Regions from separate parts of the Sus scrofa genome. Here region 2 is linked to region 1. Evidence: chromatin contacts called from public Hi-C data. All regions are on one chromosome and are shown on one strand. Each heading gives the region's core, a stretch centred on a gene start, on an enhancer-like site or on the middle of the called end of the contact. The rest is flanking DNA. Distances are from core to core; before and after follow the strand shown. Region 1 holds the start of VTI1B (vesicle transport through interaction with t-SNAREs 1B). Region 2 holds the start of PIGH (phosphatidylinositol N-acetylglucosaminyltransferase subunit H).

The links. Hi-C and Micro-C count contacts between places; a contact is called where the count stands out from the background.
Region 2: a Hi-C map of skeletal muscle shows a contact between it and region 1, with 2.9 times the contacts expected there. The contact joins the promoter of PIGH here to the promoter of VTI1B in region 1. A contact is called at or near these places in 1 of 5 promoter capture datasets (liver), 19 of 47 Hi-C or Micro-C datasets (blood, brain, embryonic fibroblasts and 8 more) and 2 of 2 datasets of contacts at active chromatin or transcription factors (alveolar macrophages and skeletal muscle).

The regions. Positions count from the first base shown.
Region 1 is chr7:91,409,555-91,415,703 of Sscrofa11.1, forward strand. VTI1B (vesicle transport through interaction with t-SNAREs 1B) reads right to left here and starts at 3,926. Exons shown (of 6, transcript NM_214437.1): 1 at 3,804-3,926. The coding sequence starts at 3,918. RDH11 (retinol dehydrogenase 11) reads right to left here. Exons shown (of 8, transcript XM_005656347.1): 8 at 5,487-6,149.
Region 2 is chr7:91,313,781-91,320,031 of Sscrofa11.1, forward strand. PIGH (phosphatidylinositol N-acetylglucosaminyltransferase subunit H) reads right to left here and starts at 2,568. Exons shown (of 4, transcript XM_001928658.5): 1 at 2,286-2,568. The coding sequence starts at 2,465.

The DNA.
Region 1 (6,149 bases), core at 2,676-5,175:
TTCCTATTTAAATTCATCATTCATTCAATTGACCAAGTGAGAAAATGTAGACCTTTAATGAATCTTTCTCCCTCACTCCTCATATCCAATCAGTCTGGCTAATTTCTGTCTTAGAATCACCTCTTGGATTTGGGACTCTATAGATTCCCAGGCTACCTAGATGGCTGCCACAAAAGCTAACATGGTCTCCGGTAAGAAATAAAATATTGTCTGGAATTACCAGTAAGCAAAAGACATTGCAGCCATGAGCCGTGAGTGACTGCAGCCATCCCCCGACCAGAAGCCCTGAGCAAACTCAAGGAAGCAAACAAAGAATTCTTGCCACCTAGCACTCATTAGACTGCAGCCACCGCAAGGCTGCAACTTGAGGGAACTCAGTGTGGATGAGAAAACACAGGATACTGGCTCCGAATAGTTGAGGTGCATATCAAAGGAATGATTTCAGTGAGCCCAGACTCCTGCATCTTCCCATAGAAAAGCGATAAATTCCTTACCTTGAGCTATCCGAGTTTTTTTTTTTTTTTTGGACTTTTGTCTTTTTTAGGGCCAAAACTGCGGCATATGGAGGTTCCCAGGCTTGGGGTCTAATCGGAGCTGGAGCCGCCGGCCTACACCAAGCGACTCGGGATCCTTAACCCACTGAGCAAGGCCAGGGGTCGAACCTGAAACCTCATGGTTCTTAGTCGGATTTGTTTCCACTGCGCCATGATGGGAGTTATTTTTTTTTTTAAATTAACAAGTTATCTTTTGTCTACATGCCCTTTGCTGCAAACCTTCTATTTATCCTAGTTTCCCAGCCCCTTCACCTCCTCTGGGCAGTTTTCTCAGGGTTACTTGAGATGCCGCTTCCCAGGCTTGAAGTCCTAAGAATGTCTGCAGAATATGACATAACTCTCAACTTTTAGGTTGTGCATATTTTTTTTTAGTCAACACCGGTATCCAGATTACTGTGCTTTCATCCTCTACTCAGCCACCAGTATTATTCTTCTAAAATAAAATCTGACTATAATAGTCAGCTATTTAAAATCCTTTACTGATTCTCCATTATCAAGTCTAGCCATCTTTTTTTTTTTTTTTTTTTTTTTTTTTTGCTTTTAGGTCTGTACTCACGGCATATGGAGGTTCCTAGGCTAGGGGTCGAATTGGAGCTGCAGCTGCCAGCCTACACCACAGCCACACCAATGCCAGATCTGAACCACGTCTGCGACCTACACCACAGCTCACAGAAATGCCGGATCCTTAACCCACTGAGCGAGGCCAGGGATCGAACCCACAACCTCATGGTTCCTAGTTGGATTTGTTTCTGCTGCGCCAGGACGGGAACTAAGTCTAGGCATCTTAATGTGACACTTAGGTTCCTTAACAGTCTTACTTTCCTCATCTACTGCTACTCTCCCACACATATCTTAAGCTCATAGCACAGTTGCAAATATTTGATTTTTTTTCTTCCTTTGTTGTCTCTTCCCATTTCCCCTGTCTGGTAAACTCCTGTTCAACATTTTATACACTCAGTTCAAAGTTCTCCTTTCTGTGAAGCTCCCTTCTCGGTCGTCCACGCCAATGTTAGTTTTGAGACCATGACAAAAAAGCTATCTCAGGGCTCATCAAATACTTGGCTGTAAATTCGCTCCCGTTTAAGGCAAGAACTCCTGGAACCCCTCAGGGGCCCGACACTGATTGATACATAAATCTCAATAAATGTTTATTTTTAAATGATTATTGAAAAATGACTGAATTCAATTACAGAGCATAAGCTAAATGCAATGGATGTGCTATATACATTATTCAGTGCTTAATCACCCAAGTTCTTGGAGCTAGGGGTTGAATCGGAGCTGCAGCTACCAGCTAGAAGCCTAGGCCACAGCCACATCTGTGAGCTATGCTGCAGCTTGTTTCAACACCTGATCCTTAACCCACTGAGTAAGGCCAGGTATCAAACCTGAGTCTCATGGATCCTAGTCTGGTAACCCGCTGAATCACAATAGGAACTCCAAAATGGTCTATTCTTCAACCACGTACATCAGATTCCATTGCTCTTCTGTTAAAAACCCTTTAGGGAGCTCCCGGAATGGCTTGGTGGTAGCAAACTGACTAGGATCCAAGAGGACACAAGTTTGATCCCTGGCCTCGGCTCAGTGGGTTAAGGATCCGGTGTTGCTGTGAACTGTGATGTAGGTCGCAGATGTGGTTAGGATCTGGCATTGGTGTGGCTGTGGCGTAGGCTGGCAGCTGCAGCTCCAATTCAACCCCTAGCCTGGGAAGTTTCATATGCCACGAATGCAGCCCTCAAAAGACAGGAGGAAAATCAAACAAACAAAAAAAAACAAACTTTCAATTGCCAGCCACTGCATTTAGAAAAAGATGGGAATCTTTTCCACAAGGCCCCAGGTGATCTGGCCCTGCCTACCTCTTTAAAGCTTCATCTATTATCACAATCTCCTCCTTCCACCCCAAACACTGACCTTCTTGTTCTTCCTAGAATATACCAAGCTCATTTCTGCTCAAGGATCTCTGCAGTACCGTTCTGTCTTCCTGACTCTCACTTTCCCCAGATTTGAATGGTTCACCCCCTTACTTCAAATCTCTGCTCAACTTAACTTCAAATCACCTCCTCAAAGAGGCCTTTCACAGCTACTCAAGTTAAAGCTAGAGCCCCCTCCCTATTTCTTTGCCCTGTTTTATTTTCTCACATTGCTTTAACACCACCTCTTTTTTTTGTCTTTTTGCCATTTCTTGGGCTGCTCGCACAGCATATGGAGGTTCCCAGGCTAGGGGTTGAATCGGAGCTGTAGCCACTCACCTACGCCAGAGCCACAGCAATGCGGGATCCCAGCCGAGTCTGCGACCTACACCACACCTTACAGCAACGCCAGATCAACCCACTGAGCAAGGTCAAGGATCGAACCCGCAACCCCATGGTTCCTAGTTGGATTCGTTAACCACTGAGCCATGACGGGAACTCCGCACCACCTCTTGATATTTATATTATCATCAACCTATAGAAGAGACTTTAAGCGTTTTCACTGTAGTTTGTAATATTACCAGCATCTAGGACAGTGCCTAGCACACAGCAGACTCCTCCAATAAATATGTTAAACAAAGATATAATTCTCACCAGTGTGTCAATTCATATGACCTTGAGGAACTCACAGAGCAAACACTCAAGCTTTGACACTTAAGTAAAAACAACAAAAATCTTACCTGCTTTGCCATGGAGAGCTATTTGTCTTAGGACAAAAAACTATGGCAAACTTCCCTATGTGAATTCGAACTCTTTATTTCCTCCAAGCAAAACCTGCAGCAATCCGAACTTTAAAATCAAGGAGCAAGAAACAGTCTAGGCGGAGTTCAGAGGACGACCATACCTAATGATCACAATCCTGATTTTAAAGAACCCCCCCTCCAAGACTGGTTACTTACCAACCCCCAGAGTTATGACTCCTTTGGGTTCTGAACTTTTTTTGTGCTACGGCTCTTCTGCCAGTCTGGGTCTCTTTTGAAAATAGTTTTGGATATATAAAACAAAAATACAGAAAGCTACAAAAGAAACCCATTCTACTGAAACACAGCATCTCAGATTTAAGGTCTGTACTCTTCTTGCCACGCTGAAGACGAAACGAGAAAAATCTGAACGCTATAGGATCAAAAGGGAACACCTGGCAGTAGGGAGCTCCCGGGTGCCTGGACCCAGCCAACCTTAGGGGGCGTGTCTGAGAATGAGAAGCGAGAGAAGAGGGTGGGGGCCCTTCCTCGCAGAGCTGGCGGAGCCGGGTTCCCCTAGGCTCAGCCCGCCCCCGCCTTACCTGTCCCTGCTATCCCCAGGAGCCGCTCCGGCACCCCTCGTAGGTCTTCATGGAGGCCGCGGAAGATCTCGTGCAGTTTCTCGAAATGCTCCGAGGAGGCGGCGGAGGTGGCCATGGCGGAGGCCGCTCTACAACAGCGGCCGCCGAGACTCAGGGCTCGGGGCCCACTTCTACGCCACCGTCAGCCGCCCAGCCCCGCAGGCATCACGGCGACCGCCGCCACCACCTCCCAGGACGAGGCGCTTCCGGCGCCGCGGCGGGGTCCTGCCGAACCGGAACGCCCACCCCCTGCATGGCGTCACTGACGGCGCGCCAGGCGCCAAAGCCTGACGGAAAGTTTGGCAGCGTGCGCTGCCCGGGCGACTCCTGCGGGGGTGGCAGCGATCTGACGCTAGCCGGCAGTCTCGGAACCCGGGAAATACCCAGCTCGGCGTCGGGGAGAGCGCCACAGCGGAAGGGACTTTGGGGACCCGCAGGCCGGGCGGCACGGCCCCCTCCCTCTCGGGATCCGCCTTCCGTCGAGGGGCTGTAGTGCATGCTGGGGGCTGTAGTTCGGCGCGGAAAACGCCCCTACTCGGAAGTCACGCATCGTTGGGGGCGGTGGCCCTGTGGTCGCCGCGGCCGCGGACGTGACGCTAACATATCGGTAGCGCGTGGTCGTCGTCTTCACTCTGGTGGTAATGTTTGGCCACTCTGATTCAGTCCACATTATGACTGTTAGCTTTCAGTTTTCGGAAAATAGCTGGGTCAGGTTCCTGCCTGCTCTCAAGCAGTAAAGCACTTTGACTGGGAGTCAAGTGATCAGTCATATGCTTTCAGGAGTGGCCCTCGGGCAGGGTGGCCCCTAAAATACTCACCCTCTAGCCGCCGCAGCTGCGGTGCACTCGTTCACTTAGCCGGTGTTTGTCAATTTAAGGGTAGTCACTGTGGTGGGATCTGGGAAAGTGTTGGTGAATAAGTTTCTCTCTGCGCTTGGGTAATTTATAATGAAGGCAGACCTGGCTTTTATCAGCTCTCTCTCAAGTGTAATGTGTTAACAATTACAAGATCTTTTTCTGCACTTCGTGGGTTTTCGTGATTTAATGGAGGAAAATTCCTATTTTCACTGATGAGTTTGCCTATGGAGCCCATTCTGGAATACTTAAAACTGCCCGCACATGTTAAAAATATATGACTGACCAGGGGTAAATGATTTGGTAATTTTTATCTCCTGGACCCTAGTTTTTTATTAGACCGAATTCATTGATCATTGATTCAACAAATTTTTGTTGAGCTCCTAATATTGAACATAGAGATAGATAGCAAAGTCTGAGGTCATCAGTGGCAGTGTACTGTGGTAAGTCCCATAGCATTGTGTTATAAATAAAAGGGACAGGTACAAAAAGAAGTAACAAATAGCCTGGGATGGAAAAAGTGATCTTTTCTTCATGAAAGATTAGTAGAAAATGGGTGAATGACTAATCAAATTATCGCATAACCAGAGTTAATGGCATTTGAATTGAGACTGTACTGTACTAGACTCTGGGACAAATTATTCTCAGAATGAGAAATGACTGCATAACTATAATAATGAAATGTTTTCTTCCTTTGACTCTAATTAAACTTTAATTATTTTCTTCTTTTGGTTCAAATTAAATTTGTTTAATGCTGACAGTTTTCATTCTGGTAAATAAAAACATGATACATAATCAAAAGTTTTTATTTGTGATTGACAGTTCAATATACATTAAATATTAATTCAGTTCCACACTATTATCAAAAGTTTCCCAATTTTTCCGTAAAATAACTATGTCTAGTTTAATGGTCAAAACAAGTTCAACAAAAGATTATTTACAAATATGAGAAGACTGTGGTCCTACACTCTTTTCTCCACCTAAGTGAATATATGTTAGTCCAAGAAAATCACAAACTCTAGTAGAAGTATGTACTCAAAACAGGGGATGAACTATTACCAATTCCTCAGCCTTCCTTCAGCAGCATTCCTTTTGATAAAAGTTCTCCAAATGTAGATTTCTAGCAAGTACAGTAGACATTAATATCAAGATAATGTAAGGAAATGCCCTAAAAGATTTTTTAAATTGACTGTAATTACCAACACCAGTCCTTAAAATATTTTGTTGAAGAAGTTCGTGCTGTGGCGCAGTGGGTTAAGAACCTGACTGCAGTAGTTTAGGTTGCTGTGGAAGCTCAGGTTCTATCCCCAGCCAGGCGCAGTGGGTTAAAGGATCCAGTGTTGCCACAGCTGTAGTTCGGATTCAATCCCTGGCCCGGGACTGAAAAACAAACCCTTAACTAGTCCCTTCATTGCCTTTGCATGCAGTATCTTCTAGGATTCTTTTTTGGATT
Region 2 (6,251 bases), core at 1,318-3,817, 97 kb before region 1:
AATGATAAAATTCGGTTCTGGCCCTTAGAGATTTATTAGAGGCAAGATCAATATATAAAAAATACTTTTGGAGGATACTGTGATACTATTCACTAGAAGTGATACTTTTAGAAGTGCCTAAGACTGGATTAAAAGAGAGAGAGCGAAAGCAAGAAAGAGACTTAAGCACACAGGAAGATCCCATGAAGACGTCCAAGGAAGCAGGATTTAGCTGGTACAGAGGAGGTAGTGGTTATTGACAGATATACTTAGCTGAGAAAAGGAAGGAGGTCGATATTCTAGGAATAAATAAAGACTTAGAATTCCAACAGAACTGTGAGTTCAAAAACTGGGAGGAAAGAAGGGATGAAGAACATGATATACTTAGGGGATTTGACCCATATTAGCATTTCTAGAAAGTAATCCTTGCCCCAAACTTCATTACTACCTACATTTTTTTTTTTTTTGCACTTTAGGGCTGCATCCGCGGCATATGGAGGTTCCCAGGCCAGGGGTCTAATCGGAGCTACAGCTGCCAGCCTACACCACAGCCACAGCAACACCAGATCTGAGCTTCATCTGCGACCTACACCACAGCTCACGGCAACATCAGATCCTTAACCCACTGAGTGAGCCAGGGACTGAACCTGCAACCTCATGATTCCTAGTTGGATCTGTTTCCACTGCGCCACGATGGGAACTCCACTACCTACAATTTTTTATACTTCATTTTTCTTTCTGAAATTCTAACAATTCAGTATTCGTTTGGGTTGAAGTTAAGCCACATGTTTTAAGGAATTTCTTCATCAGACTTCTCATTCTAGCTGAGATTCATTACTCTAATAGTTTTGAATAGGAGGAAAGAAAAGAAATTTTGGTGCACAGGGCCCTTAAGAAGTGTTGCAGTGGAGTTTAAAGGAAGCTGAAGTTACGGAGCCTGGACATTTGATGGGGTAAGTGGGATATACCAGGATGGGAGAAATGCATACAAAAGGGAGCTGGCACAATAACAAACTTCCCCTATTTAAAAATTTTGCCTAAGTAAGCCCTCCCCAAGGAGGAGACATCATAGTGTAGTGAGAAGAAATGGTTTCAGAGTCAGCCCTGGGTTTGAAACCCAGGTATGCCATTTACTAGCTTTATCACTTCGGATAAGTTATTACTCTGAGTCTTGATTTTCTTCTAAGGTTGAAACAAGGCATTTAGTAAAGCAGCAGGCACTTGGTGGGCATTTAATAAAAATACCTGTTCCCTCTTCCTCACATGACTACATGGTCAGAGCTCAAGCTCGTATTGAAGTTCAGCTATATTATATATTAAATCTTTTTACGGAAGGGGAAGGACGGTCCTGGCAACTTAACCAATTCGAGTGACTTACAAACAAGCTTTTCAATGCAATTTGGTACAAATTAATGGATGCAGTATGGGAAACAATACCCAAACTATAGAAATAAATAGCCTTGCTGTACTTAGCTCTAGTTAGGTCACTCCTGGGATAATACATTCAATTTAGGGCACTACATACGAAACTAAATTACTGAAGAAAACAATAAGGATGATTCCTTTTATTTGAGGGCTGTCACAAAGCCACTACATGTGACCCTCACAATGCTGTGAAAGTGGCGTGGCAGATATTAATTGCATTTTGGAGACGTGAACATTGAGGCCCAGAAAAAGGGAATGAGTCTAGAACTGAGCATAGAAACCACCCATGTCCAAAATTTCACAATTTAAGTTTGGGGAAGGGATCGGGAGGAGGAGGAGTTAGGCTGCCTTGAAAAGGAGATTAGGAAGAACTATATCAAACTCTTAACTTGCTTGTGTGAACTGCGGAGGCAAAGACACACGGAGGCAAAGACATTACTGTGGCGGCACAGGCAGTTTCTAGAAGACTTTAAGGTACTGTTAGCAGTGATTCCTCTGAGGAGTGGAAGTGATGGATGATGACGATCCATTTAGTTCTCTTGAACTCTTGGACCTGAATGACCATGCGCGTGGACTACAGAGAGCACGGGGAAGTTAATGTTTTGGACTGTCGTGCAAGGACGAGCTCCATCTGTATGCTGGGTGGAACCAGGGAGCAGAGCAGCGGCCCGTGAGCGGGATAAAGTACAGGAGCACAAACGTCACTAAACCTAAGGAGGAGAGCTGTCCAGCAGCGGAATGGCGTCCCCAGAACCCTCCCGTTCCCTCCCTCCAGCCCTGCGACTGGAGGAGGGTCCGGCGAGAGGTCTGGGCTCAACCCAAGACCCTTCTAAAGCCGAGCCTCCGACTCCGGCCCGCGGGAAGGGGCCGGCCGGCCTTACCTCGCAAAGCGTGAAGAGTCCGTAGGCCGCCAGCCACACGGTGCAGGTGACTGCGGTGAGCGAGCGGAACGAGATCCGAGGGCAGCTGAGACAGAACTCCCGGCAGGACGGGGAGTAGTAGCGCCGCTGCAGGGCCAGGCGGCCCCCGCAGATGTCTGAGAAGCTCTGCTCGTCCTCCATGGCCGGCTCGCCTCCACCAGGCCACGCCGCGGCGTCTGGCGCGCCCTCCAGCGTCCTCTCGCCGGCTCTGGGCGAGCTTCCCGAGCGGGGTTGGCCACGCCCCTCCCCCGGCTGCGCGCAGCCGCAGTTCCGCCGCCGACAGGAGGGACGCTCTTCGGGTTTAGGTTTTTCCACGCCCTGGCCCAGAGGGATTTGAAGATTATCTACCCCAGAGATTCAAAGGGGGCCAAGGCCTCAGCGGGCAGATTAAAACAGCTGTTAATGTGCTTTCGCCCAACAAACTGATTTCTATTTCTAAGCCAGAGTACGCCCAAGGAGACAGCCCGCAGGTATTTGTTCATTCATTCATTCATTCATCCCGGTGCAAGGTAGTTTTAGGTGCTGAAGGGGTACAGCGGTAAACAGTATTGACAAAATCCCTGCTTTCTAGTAGTTTCCTTCCTATTAAGAGAAACAATATGGAAATAATCTCAGAGTGCTCTTGGCAATAATAGGACCTGCAGGGCTACTCGAGGACTTTGAAGAGGACAGACGACATCCTCTGAGATGAGACACTGGAGCTACAAGTATAAGGTGCCAGACTGGTCTGAGGCAGGTCTGGAGAAGAAATTTGCCAGGAAGGAGGACCAGGAAAAAGAAAGCCCCCGAGGCTGGAACAAGATCGGCTTATTGAAGGAATCAAAAGGTCAGAGAGGCTGACGCATAAGGAATGCAGTCGGCTGTTGGGAGGTAGGTAGCGGTCAGAACCAGGAGGATTTTGTATAGGGCTTGGTAAGGAGTTTAGATCTCACTGGCTAGGTGTCCTCTCTCCCAAACCACTGCCTGGAGCATTGAGTAGGCAGACAAATCCTGGCTGGGAGGTTAGCAAGAGCGGAAGATGATGAGTCTAATTATTATCCCTTCCTTCTGCCATCAAAGGAGTTCCCTTTGTGGCCAGTGGGTTAAGAACCCGACTAGTATCCATGAACACCTGGGTTCGATCCCTGGCCGTGTTCAGTCAGTTAAGGATCCAGCATTGCGGGGAGCTGTGGTATAGGTTGCAGATGCAGTTTGGATCCCAAGTTGCTGCAGCTGTATCTCTGATTCTACTCCTAGCCTGGAAATTTCCATATACTGCAGATGCAGCCCTAAAAATTTTTTTAATTAAAAAATAAAAAACCAACAAAAAGAACTCGTAAATCTTATTGCAGTTTTTTGTGAAATTGATCAAGAAATATTTACATTTGGAGTTCCCGTTGTGGATCAGTGGTTAACTAATCCAACTAGGGACCATGAGGTTTCGGATTCGATCCCTGGCCTTGCTCAGTGCGTTAAAGATGTGGCATGGCCGTGAGCTATGGTGTAGGTCACAGATGCTGCTCGGATCCTGAGTTGCTGTGACTCTGGCACGGGCTGGTGGCTACAGCTCCGATTCGACCCCTAGCCTGGGAACCTCCATATGCCGCAGGAGTAGCCCAAGAAATGGCAAAAAGACAAAAAAAAAAAAAAAAGAAAAAGAAATTTTACATTAAAAAGACAAATATAACACATTTTGTTGACAAATTCCAGTCTTGCTGCTTGCTGCTAAAAAGTCAATACTCAAGAGGCAAGTGCTGGTAGAAACAGATTGCTTTAATCAAAAGCTGGCAATCTGGGGAGAAAGTGGACCCCTATAACAAGACCAGCTCCCAAGATTCTGTTTGGCCATGAAGGTTTTCAAGGGAGAAAGGGAAGTAATCTCAGTTAATTACTGAGGTAGGCGGTCCGATTCGTCGACATCTCCCACTGTGTGCAGGCTCATCTACTTCTTCTGACCTTTCTTTAGAGGCTATCTTGTTTACGCAGTTTGCTTGTGAGATTACTGAAGGGAAACTGGGGAAGAGATCTGGCCATCTGTGGCATTCCCGTTGTGACTTAGCGAGTTACAAATCCGACTAGTATCCATGGGGATGTGGGTTCAATCCCTGGCCTCGCTCAGTGGGTTAAGTATCTAGCGTTGCCGCAAGCTCTGGCGTAGGTCACAGATGTGGCTCGGATCTGGTGTGGCTGTGGCTGTGGCTGTGGCCAGCAACTGCAGCTCTGATTCAGCCCCTAGCCTGGAAACTTCCATATGCCGCAGGTATGGCCCAAAAAAGAAAAAAAAATTCTGACCAACTGTTAATGACTTATTGGTCATTTCTTTTTCTTTGATCTAAGGAACAAAATATGTGTGATCAATAGATTTGAAAGGTGTGCTTGGGCTGGAAGCTAGTTAAAATATAGCTTTGTTAAAGTGGCAAGATAAAAGGGGTCTCCTGCAGAGAGCTCTTTCTTGCAAAAAGCAGCTTACAGTTTCACCTTGTTTAAAATTCTATTTTGGCTTATCTATACAGTGTGAATATATGCTTCCTTATGTAGCTTTTTTAGTGGTTGCTCTAGGTATTATGTTACATATACAAAACTGTTTTAGAAAAAGCTTGGTCTGTGTTTCTCCTTTACCTTCACACTGCTACCACACTCACAATACTTCTGACACCAAATGTTAGGAGAAGTCCCCACACCAAGGGCAATAAATCTGTGACGCCAGTTGGTGTCAGTTCTGACACGATCTACCCAGAAATAGTATCAGATCCCACAATTAAGGGCTCGGTCCCACGAGACTTCTCCCCACTTGGCTGCACATCCGAGTTCCCCATGACCTCCTCTTTCTTGTGTTAGGTGGAGACATGACGTGCCAGGCACCACCGAAACCCTAATCAGACTTACAGTCTAGAAGGTTGATTCCCCCACCCCAACAGTGCCTTGGAGACCAGTTAAACTTCATTCATCATGGGATGTTCCCTTACAACTGCGATCTATCCCCCACCCCAAACCATTACCCACCCACATGCCTAAGGAGATTGCCTCCCTCTCCCCCTTGAATACTGACTTAGCCCAGGAACAAAGCTGTGCTAAAAATAGAAACTACCCCTTTTCCTCTATAACTAACTGCTCCCTAAGTGGGCCGGGAGCCCCACGTTCTTTCTCAGTGTTCCTGGCCAATCTGAATCTGTTAGTCAATAAAACTCTCTTGATGTCTCAGTGCTCCGTCCTCCTGCCTCTTCTTTGATTTTTCTGCTCTAACGTCTTGGGTTCAAGTATTTGCTAGAATGGCTCACAAAACTCAGGGAAACATTTTACCAGTTTATTATATAACAAAGGATGTGATGAATATCCAGATAAAGAGATACAGAGGACAAGGTCTGGGAGGGTTCTGAGTGCAGGAGCTTCTGGCCCCGTCGAGTGAGATCCATCATCTTCCTGGTATATGGAGGCTTCACCAACATGGATGCTCTCCAAACCTTGTACTTTCAGGATTTTAATGCAGTCTTCAGCATGTAGCATGCTCAATCATTACATCGTTTCCAGCCACTCTTCCTCGCTGGAGAATAGGGTGGGGAGCATAGGCTGAAAATCCCAAGCTTCTAATCATGCTTGGGCTTTCTGGTGACCAGCCCCCATCTAGGATCCCACCAAGAGTTGCCTTCTTAGAACAAAAGATACTGTTATCGACCAGGAAACCCCAAAGTGTTTATGAACTTTGTGTCAAGAACCAAAGAACAAATATTAGAACAAAAAATGTTTCTAGGACTCTTATCACTTAGGAAATTACAACTGTTTTAGGAGCTTTGTGCCAGGAACCAGGGGGAGAGACCAACATATATATATATATATATATATATATATATATATATATATATTGTCTTTTTAGGGCCACCCCCACGGCATACAGAAGTTCCCAGGCTAGGGGTCCAACTGGAGCTATAGCCGCTGGCCTACACCACAGCC